2 separate regions of the Oryctolagus cuniculus genome follow, and region 2 is linked to region 1. Evidence: chromatin contacts called from public Hi-C data. All regions are on one chromosome and are shown on one strand. Each heading gives the region's core, a stretch centred on a gene start, on an enhancer-like site or on the middle of the called end of the contact. The rest is flanking DNA. Distances are from core to core; before and after follow the strand shown. Region 1 holds the start of TBC1D23 (TBC1 domain family member 23). Region 2 holds the start of TOMM70 (translocase of outer mitochondrial membrane 70).

Region 1 (4,795 bases), core at 1,157-3,656:
GTCTAAGAGAACAGGATTTACGGAACCTATGACTCTCAACCCCAAGGTCTTTGTTGACTCTATTCAAACTCACTTCTAGGGAACTGGTGAAGTGAATGAGGCTGAGAGCAAGATTAGAAAAGAACAGAGGAAGAACAGAAATCACAGCAGAATACCTCAAGGTTCCTCTATTTATAAAAATAAGACATGAACGAAAATGAGAAGCCATATCAAAGACATAGGAACCCTAAAAGGAAACAAAAGCTACCTTCCAGTAACCATTCACTCTGCCCCTGTGAACCATACTCTTGTTCATAATCCTCCTAACTTAAGAACTCCCCAAAGATACTTTAATTCTAGAAACATTTCCCCTCAGGGCCCTCAGCCAGCTGATTGCAGCCAGTTTATGATACAACAACTTACTCACCCAAAATAGCACGCTTCAAGTTACAAACAGCTGGGTCACTTTCTGAAAAGTTTTGCAATGTCTACATCATGGATTTCTTTTAAAGGTTCCTATAACTGGTTGAAAAGCTTTCCATTGTTTTTCCAGATGTATTTTTCTGCAGCTTCTCTTCTGCTAGCTGTAGTTACTCTCCAAACAAATCACTAGTTTTCTTGCTTGTCCCATCACTCCATGCTGAGGTCTTTCCCATCTTTGCACTAATATGTTAGCCCTCAGCTGAAGGTGGATACTCAACATCTGAAATATGGCTACACCAAACTGAGATGTAAGGTCAATGTAAAATGTACATCAGATTTTGAAAACTTTGTACAAAAAAGATTCAAAATTATCTAATTGTTTTAAAAACAGTGAATAAATGCCAAAATAATGGGTTGGATAAATTCAATAAAATAGATCATTAAAATTATTTTTAACATCCTCTTTGGAGTCTTTACTGTGACTACTAAAAAAATTAAATTACACACGTGGCTCCCTTCTTTTAGCCAGCATAGATCCAAGTCCTATTCATTCCTCAAGGCCTATTTCAAGCATCAATGCTTTCACGATGCCTTCCCCAACGACTCCAGCTAGAAGTGGTTTCTGCCATAACCCCCTTAAAGTCACACTCCAACAGAATAAGATTAATTTTTACCTTGTAACTACGTTCCTTAACTCTATAGGTAAATAGAAAAAATAACATCTAGGTCATCATAAGTTCTCCTCCTAACTCTGCAGAGTACATGCACTAAGATAACATTTGATGTCTCTAAACAAAAGTTGAATTTTTCAATTACTACATAATTCTTCAATGATTTCCATTCCCTTCCCCAAAAGACAAAAGTTGAAGACTAAGAGTGTCTTGTATTATTTTTAGGTAAGTAGAGTGCCAGTGAGCTGTACACCTATATAATACACAAGCAAGTCCCAAACTAATACACTTACATCAGCTACAAAAACTAGACAAGCCTCGAAACTTCCTTTTTAAAAACATAGGATGTTTATTATTCCTAATGGTGTACTGTGAAGATGAACTATTTCAAAAGTAGGAGCGCTTCTCCGAGATTACTGGGTGAGTAAAGTTGTCCTCCCCACTACCTCAAAACAAATCAGGTATGCATGCCAAGGCTTGGGATCACAAGAGCGAAGTCCCACACTGCATCCTAAGCTTAGAAATCGACCTGTGAGAAGAGGAGGTAGGAAAATACAACTTCTGTGAAAGAGACGAACGTGGAAACTGTTGGGATCGAAACGAGATTTTTTTTAAAAAAAGGAAAAAAATAGCTCAATTACGTGGAAAGGATCCACTCGGGGTGTGTCTTTCAACCTCTGAACCCTCAGGCAAAGGTCGTGCTGATAATTTCAAAGCATCTCTTCTTCAAATGGTATTCTAGTGCCTCAGATCTACATCCAAAAAAACTTCCTGCTTAAACAGCCTCCTGCAACTCCCCTACCAACCTCTGGCCAACCCAGCCCTAGAACCACCCTCTCTAGCAAAATCTGGAGACCGGAGGACGAAGTGACAGGCCTAGCACCTGGACGACACCCTTCGCTCTTCCAGTCCTGCTCCAGCCCCTTGGCAGGACCTGACGGAGGGGACCCGGCAGGCAGAGGGGGCGGGGCAGAGCACCGGACTTGGCCGACGATGGCTTTTCTCTTTAAACGTCGGCGCCAGCTGGTGTCTCAGGGACGGGCAGGAGAGTGAGAAGGAAGAATAAAGGGCCAGTGGGCATTAGCCCCCGGCTTTCACTCACCAGCCGTCGCCACTTGACGTTGGTAGTGCCAGGACTTCTTCTCCTTCCGCCATTGCTGTTGACGTCCACGTCACTTTGCCGAAAAGTGGAACCGGCGCCGAGACAGACTCTTGACACCCAGTGTCGTAAAAGGTCTTCCGAAGTCCCGGACTGAGCTGCTCCAACGGGAAAGAAAGGAGGAGGGAGCAGGGAGGGTACAAACTTAACGTCACGGCGTCCCGAAGGCGAAAGGCAGCGTGGGACGCTTGGGGGAGGAGACTTAATAAAGGAAGTTGCCCCACCAAAGACTACATATCCCATGATGCCGCGGAGTCCCCGGGCCGGACGGAGTGGGCGGGTATGTGGGGAAGTGCATCCCGGTAGAAGGCCACAAGAGTCTGGAGCGTTGGTTTTTGGCGGCGGGTTAGCATCTGTGTTCCAATTTGACGTCGAACTTAAAGTTAGGACCGTCAGTGGAGAGAAGAGGGCGGAGGGAAATTCATGCAGGGAATGTGGACGTAGGAAGAGAGTAACGTTTCTGTTGATCTCCTGTAACAGCTAGATTTGAGGAAAGCGTGGGAAGTCTATTTATGGAGCCCATTCAGTAATATGCATGGAGGCCGGCGTACTTCATTTCTGCATATTTGAGTTATAAATCAAGCTGAGTAAAGGAAATATGTTTTAGCCTCCTATCTTAAATAGAACTTCCTAACAGCATGGAAGGTCAAATTCAAATTTAGAATTCCAGAACTGGAATTCATTACAGGGAAAGCTGTCAAGATCCTTTGCTTTTGCACCCCGCGAGCATGGACGCGTTCAGAGTCAGCCCCTGTATCCACGCTCTCTCCACACCACCAGTACCCTTCGGACACAGACCCCTGGGCTTCCCTCTGCCACCTGAGGGCTTTGAGTGGGTACATGCTCAGGTGGATGGACCCACAGAAATGCTTTTGCAAGCCTAGGCAACACCACCGATGAAGTAGAACTACATGCAACAACATAGATAAATCTGAAAAATATTAGATGAGCAAAACATTGGCAATGGATAGGTAAGGTATGATGTCATTTAAATTTGGTGTTAAAAACAGGCAAGATAATATTTTATGAATAGGTAGGTATGTGCTAAAAAATGCAAGGGGGTAATGTATAGAAAAATTGGAATGGTAGTTACCGTGGGAGAAAGGAGGAACGCCTCAATTAAAATTTTAATATTTGATTTCTTGAGAGCTGAGAAGTAGCTACTTGGGCATCCATTATTCTTTATAGAATATAATATGTTTCATAATTTTAAAAACTATTGTATTAAAGTAATAGCTATCTCATTTACAACCAAAAACATGTTCTCTTTTCCCAAAGGGCAGATAATACACTGATAAAGCTGCATGTTACTGCACCTAGATCCAAGCCCAGGATTTCTATGTGATATTCAGCGCTTCATTGGGGAAAATTTCTTTTAACACCAATGAGGCTTTTGCTGCCTGCTATCAGAAAGAATAAAAGTATGAATCTAAGTCAGATTACCATCCTAATATGCAGGACCTCTGCTGGATCCCCTCAGTTGTTGCCAGAGAGTTTTCAGAGGCTTTACTAAAATTCTTTTTTTAAGATCTTATTTATTTGAGAGGTAGAGTTACAGAGAGTGAGAGAGAGATAGAGAGTGATCCATTTGCTGGTTCACTCCCCAAATGGCCACAATGGTCAGAGCTGGGCCTATCCGAAGCCAGGACCAAGGAGCTTCCAGGTCTCCCACATGGGTGCAGGGCCCCAAGCACTTGGACCATCTTCTGAAGCTTTCCAAGGCCACAGCTGGATCAGAATTGGAGCAGCTGGGACATGAACTGCCACCCATATGGGATGCTGGTGCTGTAGGTGGAGGCTTAACCTACTATGCCACAGCAAAAGCCCTCACTAAAATGGCTTTAAAAACCATTCAGTCAGTGATGAGACAAGAAATTGTTCACTGGTTAAAGTAATTCTACTCCTCAGTTATTCATCTTGAATGTAATTAAATTAGTGACTGCTTTGCAGTCTGTGATGAAATTCCATTAAAAACTTATCATTTGACATTTTCAAGCAGTTCTTCATTATGTAAAGGTGAAGTTGAAATTTCTGACTTCTGTTACCCTTAACAGGATCAGAATGAGCTTCATGGACATGCTTCCTCTGCAGTAACACAAGACCCTTGCGCTTGGTTAATGCTCTGCTGTTGCCATCTTGAAATTCTTAATGATTTTGGAACAAGAGGCCCCTTGTTCTCATTTTGCACTAGGCCTCACAAATTAGTTGGACATTCCTAGATAGGTCAGCATCATATTGATACAAAACCCATTTGGGACAAGATTTCAATTGAAATTGTTTGATGATTTTTTTCTTCTGGAAGGTTTGTATCATTTATTGTTTACTCGTAAACCTGTTCTAAGTTCTATTGAGTATTCATTTTGGAAATCATGATATTAATGACCATGATGATATTATCTCCTTCAGTGATAAATTCAGGACTCTGACTGTGAGGTAAGGTTCTTGAAACTTAGAATGCCTTTGATTTCTCTTCCTTGAACAGGTCCGACTGGTGTTTGTTTGGGTTTGGGTTGTTAATATTCAGCTTTCAGTGGTAGGTAAGTCTTCTTCCCATAAATGCTTT
Region 2 (4,784 bases), core at 729-3,228, 180 kb before region 1:
CAAATATCCAAAGTGTGGTACAAATCACAAACCAACCAGGAGTCAATCCAGAGCAGTTGCCACCATCAGATATAATCTGCTTTCCATCACAACCACCTAGCTACTTGCTTCCCCCCCATTCAGCTGTTGAAATCCTAACCCCTCATGTGGGAGTATAAGAAGGTAGGCCTTTTGAGAGATGATTAAGTCTAATAAAAGGGACTTCAGATAGACTCTTGGATTCTTTCCACCACATGAGAATACAAAGAACCTAACTATGATGGTACCCTGGTCTCAGACTTCCACTCTCCAGAACTGTGATGAATATATTTCTATTATTTATGTTACCCAATCTATGGCATTTTTGTTACAGCAGCCCAAACTTAATAAGATAGGAGACATTTTCTTGAGCATCTGTTAAGTATTATATATACTTTCAGGTGCTTTCACACATTGGAAAATAGCAAAGTGAAAAGGAAGAATAATTTAAAAAAGATATTGCAAAGTTAATCTTTTTTCTTAAAGACTCATTTATTTGAAAGGCAGAGTTACAGAGAGAGAGATCATCCATTTGTTGGTTCACTCCCCAAATGGCCACAACAGCTGGAGCTGGGCCAGACTGAAGTCAGGAGCCAGGAACTCCATCTGGGTCTTCCACATGATTGCAGAACCCCCCAAAATAAACCATTTAGATCTTTTAGATAATTATTAATTTTCAAAAAGTTTCAAGAGATTTTAACAGAGGGAAACTGTGTGGCTGGGAGCAGGGACTAGTTTTCACAGTAAATTTGTTTTAACTTTTAGATTTTAACCATTAAAAATTTACTGCCTATTACAGTAACTAAGTACAGTTTCAAAAAAGTTAAATGTTTTAGTTCCTGCCAATAGTTAGCAATTACTAGTATACCACAATCCTAAAACAGGCTGTAGAAAAATTAAATTTCAGGGAAAAAGACCCTCTTCCAGTTCTGAAAAGGCAAAGCAGAGATTATGTTAAAGGACTTGCTGAGGTTGTGGGCTCAGAAGAGAGAAGCTGATTATCTCCAACAATCGCTAAGTGATGAATTCCATTGCTATTATTCTGGCCCCCTGTCCCTGGTTTTAGTCTGTTGCTAAGAAACCCAATTGCCTGAAAGTAATTTACTAATAGAAACCTAAATGAAGCAAGAGAAAAGCATTAATCTGGAAAGTCTTTCAATTTAGGCCACTCTATTTTAATCAGTCCATTTTCCTGCTGCTTAATAAATTATCTCCTTTCAATCGTTATGTAGTGCTGTGATGATGAAAATCCTATTGTATGCATGGATATTTTTAATGTAATGATCTTCAAACTTGTGTGCATGGGGATTTTGACAATTTTGTTTTTATTGACTTGAAAAGCAGAGCAACACATCTCTCAACCACTGCTTCACTCCCCAAATGTCCACAATAGCTAGGGCTGGGCTAGGGTAGGCAAAGCCAAGGGCCAGGAATTCTATCTGGGTCTCCCAGTTTGCGGGAGCAAGGACCCAAGTACTTGAGCCATCACCTCCTGCACCCCAGGGTGTGCATCAGCAGGAAGCTGGATTGGAATTGGAAGTGGGACTGAACCAGGAACTCCAATTCAGGATGTGGACGTTCTCTGCTGCACAAGGCAGGCCCTGAGTTCTCTATTAATGTCTTTCTTCTTGAAAATACTGTGAATTAAAAAAAAAAAGTCACACAAGGGTGGTTTTTGTATTTAAATAGCTCTGGTGCAGCAGAGGAAAATTCTGAATCAAGAGATAGGAAAACTATGAAATCACGATTTGGTAATGAGGCGAATGGGTGTGGGCCTGAGGGCTGGGAAAGGCCCAGGGGCTCCAGTCAGTGAGGCGCGAGCTGGGTTCTCAGGAGAAATCCAACTCAAGACTATGAACGCAAAGGCAGGCTGCAGACAGGCGGGAATCCCTGGGCATCTCATTTATACCCAATCAGTTCGAGAACCTCATGACAACACAGACGTCGCCGCTTTCACACGGAGAGCAGCTGGGACCCTGTAGAAGCCGTTTCTATTGGAGCCAACCTGGATTTGCCCATTTCCACTTAGCCCTTCTGCCATCTACTGCTGATCCAATAACCTCAAATTCACCCAAGCTACAACCTGGCTATGGTAGAGGTAAGACTGGTGACACAGTAGTCTAGCTTCAGCCTGAGCATCCTTAAATGAGGCTCTTCCAATCCGTTGGTTTCCCCCGACACGCGGACAGAAATCCCAGCTAACGGCCGCTCAGATCCAAGAAGCGGCAACGTGGCGTTAACGGGCAGAGACCCAAACCTACCAATAAACTGGACAGTTCGGCTCACGCCCCGCCCACCGTTCCTGGCAGCCAATTGCCTTCTGAACTCTTCTGCCCGTCCCGCCCCCGCCCACTCGCAGTGCAACCGAGATTTTCCTTTGGTCGCCTACGCATCCCAAACCCGCAGTGGACGAGCCCCTCTTTCCCCTCGCTGGGCTAGCGGGCCATCGGTCCCTCCCTGAAGGTGGAGGACATCCGCTACCACGCGAGCCCATGACCCTAGAAGTGATTCTGTCCAACGGCCGCGGGGAGAAAGCAGAGTTGCTCAGGCATCCCACCGCGTACCTCCAGTTTCCCTTAACCCGGAAGTGATTCTCCCTCTTCCTCTCCCTCTACGGTTGAGAGGGGAAGAGGAGGACGGCTAGGTCTGGCCCGGCATGCCCCGGGCTTCCGGTGACCTCTGGCCCTTTTCTGTCGTCCGCTCCCGCTGCTTAGCGTGCTCGCTCGCTCATTGCCTTTCTTCCCTCCCTCCGGTCTGCTCTCGCACGCTGCCAGGTGACTGTGGCGCCCACGACAAGCAGCGAGGCGGTGGCGGAGGACACTCGTCATGGCCGCCTCTAAGCCTGTGGAGGCGGCGGTGGTCGCAGCGGCTGCACCAGGCTCCGGGAGTGGGGTGGGCGGCAGCGGGACCGCGGGCCCGGGCACTGGGGGCCTGCCGCGATGGCAGCTGGCACTAGCAGTCGGGGCGCCCCTGCTGCTGGGTGCCGGGGCCATGTACCTGTGGAGCAGACAGCGGCGGCGCCGGGAGGCCGGAGGCCGGGGCGACGCCAGCAGCTTGAAGCGAAACAGCGAACGGAAGACCCCGGAGGGCAGAGCCAGCCCGGCACTGGGCAGCGGACACCCGGAAGGTCCCGGTGCCCACCTAGAAATGGTGAGAAGCAGCCTCGGGCCGTAGAGGTGGCACCCTGTACAGCTTTTCCTTGACAGGTGGTGCCGATGGGGAGGGGGGAGAGTCGGTCAGACGGAAGCAGCCGAGCGGCAGCACATGGGTTTAGGGAAGCCACTTCCCTGGCTTCCTTTGTAGGGAGTGGAGTAGCCCGAGGGGACAGGTTAACGATCTTCTGGGACAGTTTCTTTCCGGTTTCAGAAACTTCTTTTGCTTCTCAGTGACACAGCATTTATCTTTAGTGCTGTAGGTACGGGGGACATTTACAAGCGTGATGATTGTGTTTAATGAACAAGCGAAGCAAGCTAGATTGCATTATCGAGTGTACACTGTGACACGAATGGCTTTGTGGTTTCCAGGGCCTAAAACAGCAGAAGTAAGACCTTTTTAATAATGAACCACTCCCCCTTGTTGAAGTGTTTTTGTTTGTTTTGCCAGGAGGGTTCACGGGCAACTGCAGTGCTGGTTGCTTGACAGAAGAAAAGTAAACCTGATTAAATGGTTTTCTGCGCACACACACACACACACGGGTTCCAAAGAGTAAATTGATGTGTAGTGACATTTGGTTTCGGTTTTTTTCTTATCTGGCGTGAGTTCTTAAACTTATTGGCTGGAAGCATCTTAGATTTTTCAGTTTCACCTGTAAATATCTGTGAACGACCATGCCTAACATGTCTGATACAGTTCTCTGATGTTGGGCCAAGCATTGGAGTCTCTGGTGAACTGCCTTGTCTGAGTTTGTTGAACTGACTGTTAAATCCATTTGGTATCTGACAGCTGTGCAGAGAATTGGCCTGGCTGCATTTAACAGTACTGGGATTGAATGGGAGGAGGATTTTATCTGATTTCTGGAGTTGTACAGGGGTAGTACCAGAGTTCAGAGTAACCTTTGGTGAAATAATTCCCAGGTGTATACATATGTAATTTTATACACATGCAAGTTTATATACACCTGTGTACACATACAAATATTTCCATTTTATACTTTCCAGGGTGGAAACATTTTTTCCTAAGCAGTCAGTTAGCTTCAAAGGAAGCTTTGATGTCAGAGTACTGAGGTTTGATGCCTATAATGTGTGAAGCATTGTATGAGGCTATAGAGAGCCATATGAATTTTCAGGGAGAGAAAATCATCACCAATTTAAAATTTTTAAAATTTATTTGGAAGGCGGTGAGACAGAGGAAAACAGAGATCCATCTGTTCACTCTGCAAATGGGCACAGTAATCAGGGCTGGGCCAAGTGGAAGCCAGGAGCGAGCAACACATTCCAGCTCTCCTGTGTGGGTGGAAGGCACCCAAGTAACTGAACCATCACCTGCTGTCTTCCAGAGTACGCTAGAATGAGAAGCAGAGCTAGGACTTAGCTCCAAGGCACTCTGATATCGAAAGCAGGTGTCCCAGATAGTGTCTTAACCACTACATCATTCTTTTTTTTTTTAATAAGATGCATTGCAGTATGGTGAAAGAACTGATGAACTCTAAGAATAGGAGATGTAAGCTTTCTGTTGGGCTCTGTATCATTGTTTCTTTGAAAAAGTCATTTTATCTCCCTCACCTTAGTGTCATCCCTCTAGAATAAGAGGAGTAAAATATGAGATCT

What was found. A called contact is a pair of places that touch in the nucleus more often than the background predicts.
Region 2: a contact with region 1 is called in a Hi-C map of psoas muscle, with 6 times the contacts expected there. The contact joins the promoter of TOMM70 here to the promoter of TBC1D23 in region 1. A contact is called at or near these places in 2 of 6 Hi-C or Micro-C datasets (psoas muscle and an unstated tissue).

The regions. Positions count from the first base shown.
Region 1 is chr4:54,786,902-54,791,696 of mOryCun1.1, reverse strand. It overlaps TBC1D23 (TBC1 domain family member 23), which reads right to left and starts at 2,406. Exons shown (of 19, transcript XM_070071986.1): 1 at 2,176-2,406. The coding sequence starts at 2,228.
Region 2 is chr4:54,966,930-54,971,713 of mOryCun1.1, reverse strand. TOMM70 (translocase of outer mitochondrial membrane 70) reads left to right here and starts at 1,978. Exons shown (of 13, transcript XM_051819158.2): 1 at 1,978-2,116; 2 at 2,793-3,168. The coding sequence starts at 2,845.